Regions from separate parts of the Mus musculus genome. Here region 1 is linked to region 2. A link is a contact called in public Hi-C data. All regions are on one chromosome and are shown on one strand. Each heading gives the region's core, a stretch centred on a gene start, on an enhancer-like site or on the middle of the called end of the contact. The rest is flanking DNA. Distances are from core to core; before and after follow the strand shown.

Region 1 (5,145 bases), core at 2,539-5,038, 270 kb before region 2:
CCAAGTATAGCTAGCTTCTAACTTAATAAAATTTCCTCTTAACACCAGGAGAGTGGAGAGAGAGAGAGAGAGAGAGAGAGAGAGAGAGAGAGAGAGAGAGAGAGGCGCAAAGGAGAGGAGACAGGCTCCAGGTGCAGATGAGGGATTTTAAAGAGGAGATACTCTTCCCCACTCACTTGGGTACAACCCAGACAGCAGTGGCTTTTTGACCATCACATAAATAATAAGAGTGAGCTGGGGAAGGGGGGGTGGTCATCTTTACTCTTTGCCCTGCTCCTTATTCATCTTCTTCATTTTCATCCGCCGGTTCTGAAACCAGATTTTGACTTGTCTCTCACTCAGATTGAGGAGTCTGGCCACTTCATGCCTGCGGTCCCTGGTGAGGTACATATTGAACAGAAACTCCTTCTCTAGCTCCAGCGTCTGGTATTTGGTGTAGGGACAGCGCTTTTTCCGGGAAGAGCGGGCGTGCAGCCAGTTGGCAGAGGGGTTGGCTGAAAGAGAAGTAGCGATAGAATCAAAGAGAGAAAGGGAATGGAGGTCCCCAGACCAAGAAGGTGCGCTCACATCTCTACTCCCCTGGCATTGGAGAAACACACCCAGGCCTCCAAGATCTCAGAAAGCATCTCTAACTGGGCCAGGAGTGAATATGGACAGCTCCAAGGGAACAGTGCATTGGAGGAGATGCAGCCAAACCACCCAAGCATCTCCAAAGCTTTGACTGCTCTAGGAATCTCAGTCTTCCTCTATTTGTATCCAAATAGACCTGGACCCAGGTCAGAAGAGCTCAGTATAGCTGGAACCACACTACCAGCTAAAGGTGGCTGACCTGAAGGGTGCCTTGGCTCTAGGTTTCAGGGGAAAGGGGAAAGAAATGGGTAAGGAGTGGAGTTCTGTTCAGCCATAGCCAAGAGATCTCCTGGTGCTCCAGTCCAGTCCCAGTGAACCCTGCCTAGGAAGCCATTTTTCAGCCCTAGGCCTAAGCAGCAGACATGTGAGTCTGGGTAGCAGCCCTCCCCATCACACACCACAAATAAGAGTCTGCATTTACAGCCATGAACACCCTGCACACTCCGACTCACAAGCAACCCAATTGCAACCATTTATCAATTGCAGCCCGTGGACGGGGAGCCCCAGGGCTTCCAGATAACTTATGGTGGCAATAGCCTCTTCTTTTCTGCTACTCAGCTCACAGTTTGGTTAACACAAGTTCAGGGAAACTGGGAAGCAAAATTGCTACAGCTCTAAGATAGAGAAGCAGAGATGAGGTGGGGGGGGCGGGGGGCGGGGGGGACGACAGAAAGCCCTTCCCAGCATACCAATCCTTTTAACGGACCCAATGGAGAGGCAGAGAAAGGTGTAATTGAGTGGAAGAGGGGCACAAAGAGCAAATAACATATACAGTTTTTTTTTCTTTTTCTGTCCAGCATCCCTCCTTAGACCTCGGGACTCAGAAAAGTTACCTGCCTCCCAAAGCAGAGCCAATTACAAGCAAGATCCACTCCACCAGCTTAGCCCCCAAGTGAAAAGCTCTGAATATCTATGTATATTTTAAAATTCACTTCATCCTACACTAAGTAGCGTGTCCTGCCAATTTGCAGCGCTATTCCCTTAATGTGATTGTCTGGGATGGGACCCGCAGCCTTTTCCTCTTTCATTAAATATGAAAGAGGAAACAAAAAAAAAAACTGTTAATAATTGAGCCTAGCCAAATGGCTGCCTTGCAATGATGGGCAACTCAGGCCTAGTCTGGGGCCATGGGGTGAGGGGTCTGTTTGGGTGTTTTCTGGAGCTTTGGGAGGAGCTGTTTTGGGGATATGAGCTCCTTAATAACTCAGCCTGGCAAGTTGGAGGTATGAGGGGACCACAAGGGTCACAGGGGAATAGTGTCTCTCCTTGCTTTTCAGAGGGCAAGCATGCCCCCAGAGGACCCATTGGCCTCTCTGTTGGTGGGGCATCCAATAGGGCGAGCAAGGACCAAACTATTTGCCCAGAGGAGGAAGAGGTGAGGAGTTGACCTGTCAGTTTGTCCCGTATTGTTTGGGACCAAGAGCGAGCCCCAAACCAGTTTGTCTTCCCCATCCTTAAAAACAAACCCCTAAAAGTAAGCCTCCTCTACTCTCAGCCAGCAGCAGTTTCCACTTGGGGTTTTATTTTAGCAAGGGTGCTTTTAGGAGTGGGAGGTGGTAAGAAACTCTCCACCAAGGGTAGAGTTCTCCGCCCCTGCGCAGTCCTCCCCCTCCCTCCCCCGGGGTCCCTTTGGGTGTCTTCTCCTCCATTCTAGAGGGAGGCCCTGTCTTTAGCAAGTGATGCCTAGACTCTCGGAGAGGTGAACTGCCCGGCCTAAGTGATCGGAAGCCCCGCGGAGATCAGCGTGCAACCGCAGGAGGAGAAACGGCCGTCCTGTCGAGGATGCCCTAGAAGGGCGGGGGACCCCCGGAGGGAAGGCTCCCGGGGAGGGGCCGGCGCACCGGGGAGGGGGCTCCGTCACCGCATCCTGGGCTTCCCCCGCCCCTCCCGGCGCCTGCTGCCGACCCGACGCGGCTACTGCGTGAGATCTGCTAGGAACAATCCTCCGCCAAGCTGTTGCATCGCAAATAAAATCCTAATGAGCCCCCTCCCCCTTCCCCTTGGCCGGCAGGGACGGTCTGCGCGTGGCGCAGGCGGCTCTGCCGAGTGCTCTTCGGCCCCGTGCCCGCGCGGGCTCCGGGCCGCGCTGGCCATCGGCCCGGCCTCCTACAGTTCTATCGCAGGTCCCTCTCCCTTTTTCCAGCCCGAGCCTGGGGAAGAATGAAGGACTAGAGAGACTTGGTCCCTGAGTCTCAGTCCCTGCGCCACAAGGAGGAGTGGGGGGTAGCCTCAGTGTCCCCCTCCTGGACACCCAGCTTTTTGCTTTGCCAGCCCCTTCCTTCCTCTTCCCTCCACCCACTCTAGCCCTGCGGCCCCAGGCGCTCTGTCCCTTTACATTGTCCGCTTTATGGCCTCTCCCCTCCCCTCCCCCGGGCCTGGCCTGCAGCCTGGGGGGGATTTCCTCACTTTTTTTTTTTTTTATAACTTACTTTGATCCGGCCTCTCTTTGTCCTCGCTTCCTTCGCAAATTTTATTGTCCCCGTAGCCAGCTCTTTGATTAGACAGGACAGCCTCCCTGCCCGCCGAAGTTTCCAAACTGTACTCGGGCGTGCCCTGTTTGAGCAGCTCCCCCGGCGCGCCCAGCAGCGGCTCCGCCTTCACGGCCGCCTGGCCCTGCCCCGGGGCGGCCTCGGCGCGCGGCGCCGGCTCTAGCCAGGTGCGGAGGTACCTGCTTTCGGCCGCCGGCGCGCCCTGGGGCTGCAGGTAGGGGTGGTAGACAGACGGCAGGCTCCCCGAGGCGTGCGGGCTCAGCGGCGCCCAGGAGGCGCCGAACACCGGCGCTTTGGGCTGGAAGCTGCACGAGGGGAAGTCCAGGTGCTCGGCGTGGCCCGGCTGCCGCGGGTTCGCGTACTGGCCCGAAGGAAACTTGGCTGGAGGCGCGTCCTCGCTCTCGTGACTTATGATCGAGTCGACATAATAGCTGCTAAGCGTCCCAGAAATGGACATTCTCAGACATTATCCGCGCGCTCGCAGGGGGAAGGGAAGCGCTCGCGCCGCGGCGCCCAAGCAGGGAAAAGGTGGCACACGGACCCGGTGCAGAGGGCTTTCGGACGCGACCCCCCCCAGACCCCCACCCTCCCACCCCCACCCCCTGCTCAACTTCTCAGCCAACAAAGTACAGTGGAGCAGCCCGGCTCGGAGCTCCTTGCAAAATGATTGGTCAAAGTTTTGCGGACTGCCTGATAAAGCGTCAGCTCCGACATAAATCAATCGGGCGAGGGGGCTGCGCTCGCGCTGTCATCCGTCCTCACCGCATTCCATATCCAGGATGGATTGTTTTATGCTGATGCAATGTGCTATCACGTCAGGGCTCCGGCGGCCACGTAACCTCAGCCTGAGCTGCCGGGCCGCCCGGGCCCCTCCCGCTTTTACAGGAAGGGGGGTTCTCAACATGGGGCGATGGGGGCGGAGGAGAGGCGGAGGCAAGCAGCGGGCTGCCTCAGGAGGGACGCAGGCTGAGGAGCCCTCTCCCCAGGCAGATTGGGGGGGGGGGGAGGACCAGCATACAGGGAGGGAGAGCGCCCCAGCCTCAGAGCTGCGGGAGAGGCCCGACAGGGTAATTAAAGAGGAGGTAGTCTTGTCGCCCCCCCCCAACACCTCCACCTCCACCCCGCGGGCCCTCATTTCCTGTCCTCTGTCCCCTTGACAGAGATGTTTATTAAACAACAGCAGTACAGCGACCCACAGGAGATGAAGTAAAAGGATGAGAAAGAAGTTGGGGCTTTTATAGGACAGTTATCCTCTTTGGAGGGGGTTCAGGGCACAATTTGGGGAGATTTACGTGACTAGGCTCTTCCCTTGATCCTTTAGCAGCTGAGAGAGGCGAAAGGGGACTAGTGTCCAAAGAATCATTATCTGTCTTGAAATTATAGCCTGCCTAAGGCCAAAGAGACACACCAGGCCCTGGAACTAGAGTTTCGGGAGACTAACCAGTCTTGTTTAACTCCTTAAAATTTTTCTTGGGCCTTTGTGAAAGGCTGGGTCCATGGTCATTTCTTGTCCTTCATCCAGGAATCTCTGAGACCCTTAAAAATGTCCAGATGAGAGGGCTAATGTGGGAAATGATTAAAGGAGAAGGGGAAGAAGACTCCCCAAACGGCACAGTAAGGAACACCGGGTTACCTTCCTTTCCATCCAAAAAGGGAAAGAGGCCAGCTAAATTCTCAGCACTCTAGCGCTTTTCACCCGGAATTGCCGCTCTGGAAAAGGTCCAAATACTGACATAGGACGGTAGCAAGTACAGAGGAGTCCCCGGCATCAGTCCGTTTCCCCCACCCGCCGCCTTCTCGCCTACAATCCTCTCGTGGAGATTACAAATAGTGCATTTTATTAGCAGCTAATCTGCGGCCCTGCGCAGGGACTCCCCCGAGGCCACGGGCTGGTTTCCTGGCGGCTCTCCCAGCTCTTGCCTCTACAGCTTCTGCCTGGGTGCAGGCGCCTCCCCCGGTGTGGTGCTCTGGGAGGCCGGGCCCCTAGACAGGCTTGGTTTCCTCGGGTTAGGTTTAAAGACAGATT
Region 2 (5,618 bases), core at 28-2,527:
AACGCGTCGGTCCTAGCGGAGGGAAGGGACCTGGGCGGATCCACTTCCCCCTCCCCACGGGGAGGGGGGAGGGCCGCAGCCCCCTCCCCCGCTGCTCGCTTCCTCAAGCGCGGAGCGGAAATTACCCCCTCCCCGCCCCGGGCTGACCTGGGGACGTGGGCGGGGCCTCTGCACCCCCTCCCCCGGCGGCCTTCCAAAATCCAGCACCCCAAAACTAAGTTCTGAGACCCACAGCCTGCGCATGGACCATCGCTCAGTGCATCGCGGGTAGAGCGGACGCAGGCGGGCGACGCCACCTGTCCGCTCCTTGCGTGGGGAGGGCGAGGGGGACCTCGGAGCTCAACCCGGTCCCTCCCTTCTGAAGCCAACCCCTCCGGTTCGGGGTCGATCGGTGGTGCGACCACCCCTCGTCGTTTTTCCCCCACCCAGTTGATCTTCGAGGATGCTCTCGAGCCGGGTCGTGCAGGCTTTCCCCCAAGGATGCTGGAGTGTTGTCATCCAGCAGCTGGACTGGGTGCAAGCCAGCTTTTCTCCAGTGGGGATCCCGAAACATGATTTCCTGCGGGTCCCTCGTTTTCAGGCGCTGTCTCTCGTGTCCCGTGTCCGCAGCTTCCCGATCCCGCGCTCTCAGGGTCCCCTGAATCAGGACCCGGGAGGCCAGCGAAGTCTAGCGGTGTAGCGGGAAAGACAGTGACCCCCTACTTAGAAACGTAGAGGAAAGGCGTCTTTCCTTTTAAATAACCGGTTCCTGCGACCCCCTCCTGAAGACCCCAGAGTCCTCAGCTTCTCTTTGTCTGTCTCGGCAGTCCCCCGCCTGTCAGTCGCTAGCAGTTTGCCGGGGTGGGGTGGGCAGCCCAGTCTCCACAAAACGAATAAAAAAATTACCGTACATTTTATTCCTAAGAACTGGGGGGATTTGGGTCGCCACCGCCCTCCCCCCGCCACCCCCCCCCCCCGTGCAGGTCGCTGTGGGGGCGGGGCGCCGCTTTAGGGGCCAGGTTCTTGCAAAGGGGGAGGGGGATAGGAGAGCTGGGGGGGGAACTCTGCTTCCACTTTCCTGGTTTACCCGTGGGGTGCGCTGAGTGCCGCCCCCAAGATTGGAGACTGTTGGGTTGGTCCGGGTTGGAGGGCCAAGGGGCCCGGTGGCGTCGGGGGTCTTTCCCTGCAGGGTGGGTGGGGGCTGTCACCACGTGGCTTCGCCTTTTTTTTTTTTCCTGCTCCATTTTTTTTTTTTTTTCAAGTCGATTTTATTTAGAGGCGGCGCCAGGGCGGCCGCGGAGAAACGTGACACACCAGCCCGCTCGCAGGGGTTTCGGACCGAAGGGAAGGAGCCGCGCCGCGTCGTCGTCAGCCTCCCCTGCACTCGGCGGGCACTTCTCCCGGGCTCACCCAAACTCTCCCGTGACCCCCGCGTGCCCTCAGGCCGCCCACCCGCCCGGAGCTCCGGACAACTTCAGGGGTGGGGTGCGTAGAAAGTTTGCGGCTCCCGCCGCCCGTCTCCACGCCTCTCGGCCTAGGAGGCTCTCCGCCCGCGCCCGCCCGGCTCGGCCTTGCCTGGAACCGTGTCCTTGCCCCGCCACCGCCACCATGAACAAGCTTTACATCGGCAACCTCAACGAGAGTGTGACCCCCGCAGACTTGGAGAAAGTATTCGCGGAGCACAAGATCTCCTACAGCGGCCAGTTCTTGGTCAAATCCGGCTACGCCTTCGTGGATTGCCCCGACGAGCACTGGGCGATGAAGGCCATCGAAACTTTCTCGGGTAAGAGCGCGGCCACCTCCCCGGAAAACACACACACACACACACACACACACACACACACGAAATCCCGGAACAACGGGGACCTGCAGCTCCTCTTTTCCTTGCCGGCCAACTCTTCCCGGGTCCGGGAGGGCTCGGCCTCCGTCTTCGGTCCCCAGCCTCGCCCGGCCTCCCTCGACGCCTTCTCCCGGCGCGGAGATATTCGGGATTTCCTCACCCCTTCCCCCAGCCCGAGGCGCTCGTGGCGGCTCCCTACACCCCTCCCCACCGACGGGGCGGGAGCCCCGGTTGGCAACTGGTGGGGGTGGGGGTGGGGGTGTCTCACGAACACTGGGGTTCGGGTATAGGCGTGGTTTCCCCGATTCCCCCCCGCCCCTAGTCAGCCCCCCATGCGCTAGAGCACCCCCAAAGCCCCTGCCCTCCGTCCCGGGCCTTTCCAGGATGGGGGTTCGCGCACCTCAGCTCTTCCCGCTTTAACTAGGGACTAAGCCCTGAGGCAGGACGTGGGAGGAAGGGGCTCCCGCCTCCCGCCCAAGGCCTGGGGCTTGAGCCATTTTGATTTGAAAGTGGGGCGTGAGCCGGGTGGCGCGGCGGCGGTGGCGGTGGCGGCGGCGGGTCGCCATGCTGCTTCCCGAGACGCCGAGGCTGGGCCGAGAGGCGCGCGGCTACCGCGAGGGACCCTCCGCCCCGGGCCGCGCCGCCCCGGGGGCCCTCCGCTAGCCCTGTGGCCCCGACCCGGCCTGGTCGCCTAAGCCCTTCACCGTGGCTCTGCTGGAAAATAAAGTTTTAATTCTCTACTCCCGCCCCACTTCGCGAAACGATCCTGCTTTCGCCTGTCTCCTTCCTTCTACTTCTGGAGCCGCCGAAGCAAGCGCGCTCACACAAACGCTCACACCTTTCCCAAATCTGAGCAGGCTGCTCAATCAGCCCACGTGATTAATGGAAATAAAACGAAAAAAATTGAAGAAAAAAAAAAACCCAACGAAATTACGGGTTCTACCAAACCCGGAGCAACCTTTCCCCCCACAGGCCTCTGCAGCTGGTGCCTGGATTTCTAGGAGGCCCCAGGAACTCTAGAATTTAGCTAATGTCCCTTACTCACCCTTCCACCCCATCCCTCCCCCATTTCTTTACACTCATTCATCTCTTTTTTTTTTCTTTTTTTAAATCTTCAGGGAAAGTAGAACTGCAAGGAAAACGTCTAGAGATTGAACACTCAGTCCCCAAAAAACAAAGGTAGGAAAAGAGTTCCTTTTGGGAAACAGTAATATTTAGGGGTCCATAGCGTCTCCAGTGGAACAAACCCATTACTGGCCTTTCCACCCCCACCCCCAACTCCGGATGTTGGGGGCTGGGAGAGATTGGCTAGGATCGTGTAGTGGTTGTTTTATAGCTTTAGAAGAAATCCAACAACTTGGGATTGGGGTGGGCTAAAAGACATTACTTGAAAAATTAAAGAGAAAAAAAATCAATAGAGCAGGAACTCTGTGGAGTTAGTTCATAGTGTGGGACTGGGACCATTTTCTGTATGGGAGTTTAAATATGGAGAATTCAAACTAATGGTGGTGGTGATTTTTTTTTTTTTATAACTTTCTATCAGGCCTCCTTTTTCCTATGTTTCTCATCTTTTTTATAACACAATTTGTTAGTAGATTTGAGAGTGTTCTTTTTCTACTGGGGGTGATTAATGAGCAACGTACCCCATTCAGATCTCCTTATGCTGGCCTAATAATTTCTGTTATAGGCATGGATTTTGTTGCCCCCCTACACAGACCCTCATCCCCAGTCCCTCGCATCTTATAGTACCTCATCAACTGGATTTTCAATGAATGTGCTTTGGCCGTGCTATCCCTTTCCAACCCCCCCACCCCCACTCCTTCAGTCCATTGTTACAAGGGACCATCTGGGGTGAGCTTTGTGCTGAGGCTGTGAGCTGGGGCTCTTTGGAGGGTCTAGAACTCGGAGGATGAATGGGTGTGTGTGTGTGTGTGTGTGTGTGTGTGTGTGTGTGTGTGTGTCTCCTCTGGTGAGTTCTTTTTACTCCGTATTCTCTCTTTTCCGCCAAATGGGGTATCTCCACCTTTAAAATTTCAGGATGGATTTCCAGTCCCCTCGAATTCCGAAGTCTGCGGTTGAACTCTGGCAGTGGAGTGTTGAGGCAGGGTTTCTCACATCAGACTTTGTGAACGCGTTGTTGACAGTGCAGTTTTGTTTCCTGTCCTTAGTTGGGAGCAGCCCTCAGTCCAGTTTTGGTCTTCTCAGTCCCTCTTTTCAGCTGGGCACGTGCTGTATTTCTGAAGTTTTTTTGGCCCTTCCTAGGTGGGAATCTTGTGTGGGTGCTGTGCTTTGGGGGTGGGGTGGGGGGTTTGGGGGGTGGGGTGGGGGGTGGGGTGGGGACATATGTTTAAAGAATTGAGAAAGTTTAGCTGGAGATCATGTCTGTCATCTGTGGTTTGGCTTCAGAGTTTTAAGTCACTGAATTATTGTAGCTGAAGAGCATCACTATGGCTTGTGTCTAGGTTTATAGAGTATGTGGTTTGTTGTCAAATGCTTGAGGCTGTTGCTGTTAGAATTAACAGAGGCACTAAAATTGGAAGGAAAAAAAGCTTTATTTGAAAAAAATGGAGATGGGAATAATACAGTGGAGATCGTGAATACATGGACTCAGAGCTGTGTTGATGGGAGATCTAATAATTGGAATTCTGAAATGTGTGGTCACTTTTCCTTCCTGCTCTTGGGGATGATTTACATTTTAAAGCCAAGGAGGCAAAAGAGAAAGAAACAGCAAAGTGTGGTGAAGTGGAACTCAAAACATTTATATTTTAATTTTCATAGTGCCCTGTATTTGTGGGTCTCTCTCTTCAAGCCATCTGCTGCCTCTGAAGGCATTTCCACCCAGGCTTCTTGTCCCCACAAATGCCTTACTCGGGGCTCTTTTGAGTTGGAATGGAGAGGGGATTTGAGAGAACTAACTTCCTTCCTTCCTTCCTTCCTTCCTTCCTTCCTTCCTTCCTTCCTTCCATTTCCTCCTTTCACGTCCATAATAAATTAGATTTTTTTGTGGGCTCCCTTTTCTGAAATAATTTTTCTGAACGAAACATTGAATCAATTGTCTGTCCCCGACCCCTCCTGGGCAGTGGTGGCTAAGGAGAGACTATTTCTAGTCCGAACCAGTTTTTGGAGTACCAGGCTTTAGAAGAACTTTGTTTTCTTTTCGTCAGTTTGTGTTCCTTGGGGAAGCGTGTTGTGTTGTTTTCTAGTTTGTGCCTGAACTCACTCCTTCAGCTGTGCTTGGTACTGGCGTTTTCAGTCCCTTAGACATACAGAAGAGGACTTAGTCGGGGCTAACCTGAGCTAAATGAACTGTAGAGGGGTAGTTTTTTTCCCCCTGTATGTATTGTGTTTTCAGGGGCGTTTAAAATGAACTCCTGATACTTCGTGGCTAATGAGCTGTGATTTAAAAGGATTTCTGGATTTGTTTCCGTTTGAATGTACCTGATAGATGTGATTTGTACCTTTTGAAAACCCAAGAGACTGAACACCATATTTAAGCTGAAAACAGCAGGCAATTTGAATTTTTAATATGAGAGACCATACAGTTTACAATTACCTTCCCCTAGCACTCGTGACCAGTGTTGGGAATTTGGTTAGCAATTTCAGCCTTTGCTGAGAATTGTATTCACTGTCAAATGTTGGTAAAAAAAGGTGGTCCCAAAGCAGTTGAAGAAGGTCACGCAGCAGCAGCAGCAGCAGCAGCAGCAGCAGCAGCAGCAGCAGCAGCAGCAGCAGCAGCGTTTGTGTTTAGGTGAATTTCCTTCCCAGAGACTAAGGAGTAATGGAGGCAAGGAAGGAGGTG

Evidence for each region. Hi-C and Micro-C count contacts between places; a contact is called where the count stands out from the background.
Region 1: a Hi-C map of uterus shows a contact between it and region 2, with 3 times the contacts expected there. The contact joins the promoter of Hoxb9 here to the promoter of Igf2bp1 in region 2. A contact is called at or near these places in 3 of 39 promoter capture datasets (hematopoietic stem and progenitor cells and liver), 12 of 484 Hi-C or Micro-C datasets (B cells, Sertoli cells, brain and 6 more) and 1 of 115 datasets of contacts at active chromatin or transcription factors (astrocytes).

Annotation. Positions count from the first base shown.
Region 1 is chr11:96,269,973-96,275,117 of GRCm38.p6, reverse strand. It overlaps Hoxb9 (homeobox B9), which reads right to left and starts at 3,788. Exons shown (of 2, transcript NM_008270.2): 1 at 3,060-3,788; 2 at 1-494. The coding sequence starts at 3,576. The coding sequence ends at 259.
Region 2 is chr11:96,001,603-96,007,220 of GRCm38.p6, reverse strand. Igf2bp1 (insulin-like growth factor 2 mRNA binding protein 1) reads left to right here and starts at 1,277. Exons shown (of 15, transcript NM_009951.4): 1 at 1,277-1,762; 2 at 2,938-2,998. The coding sequence starts at 1,588.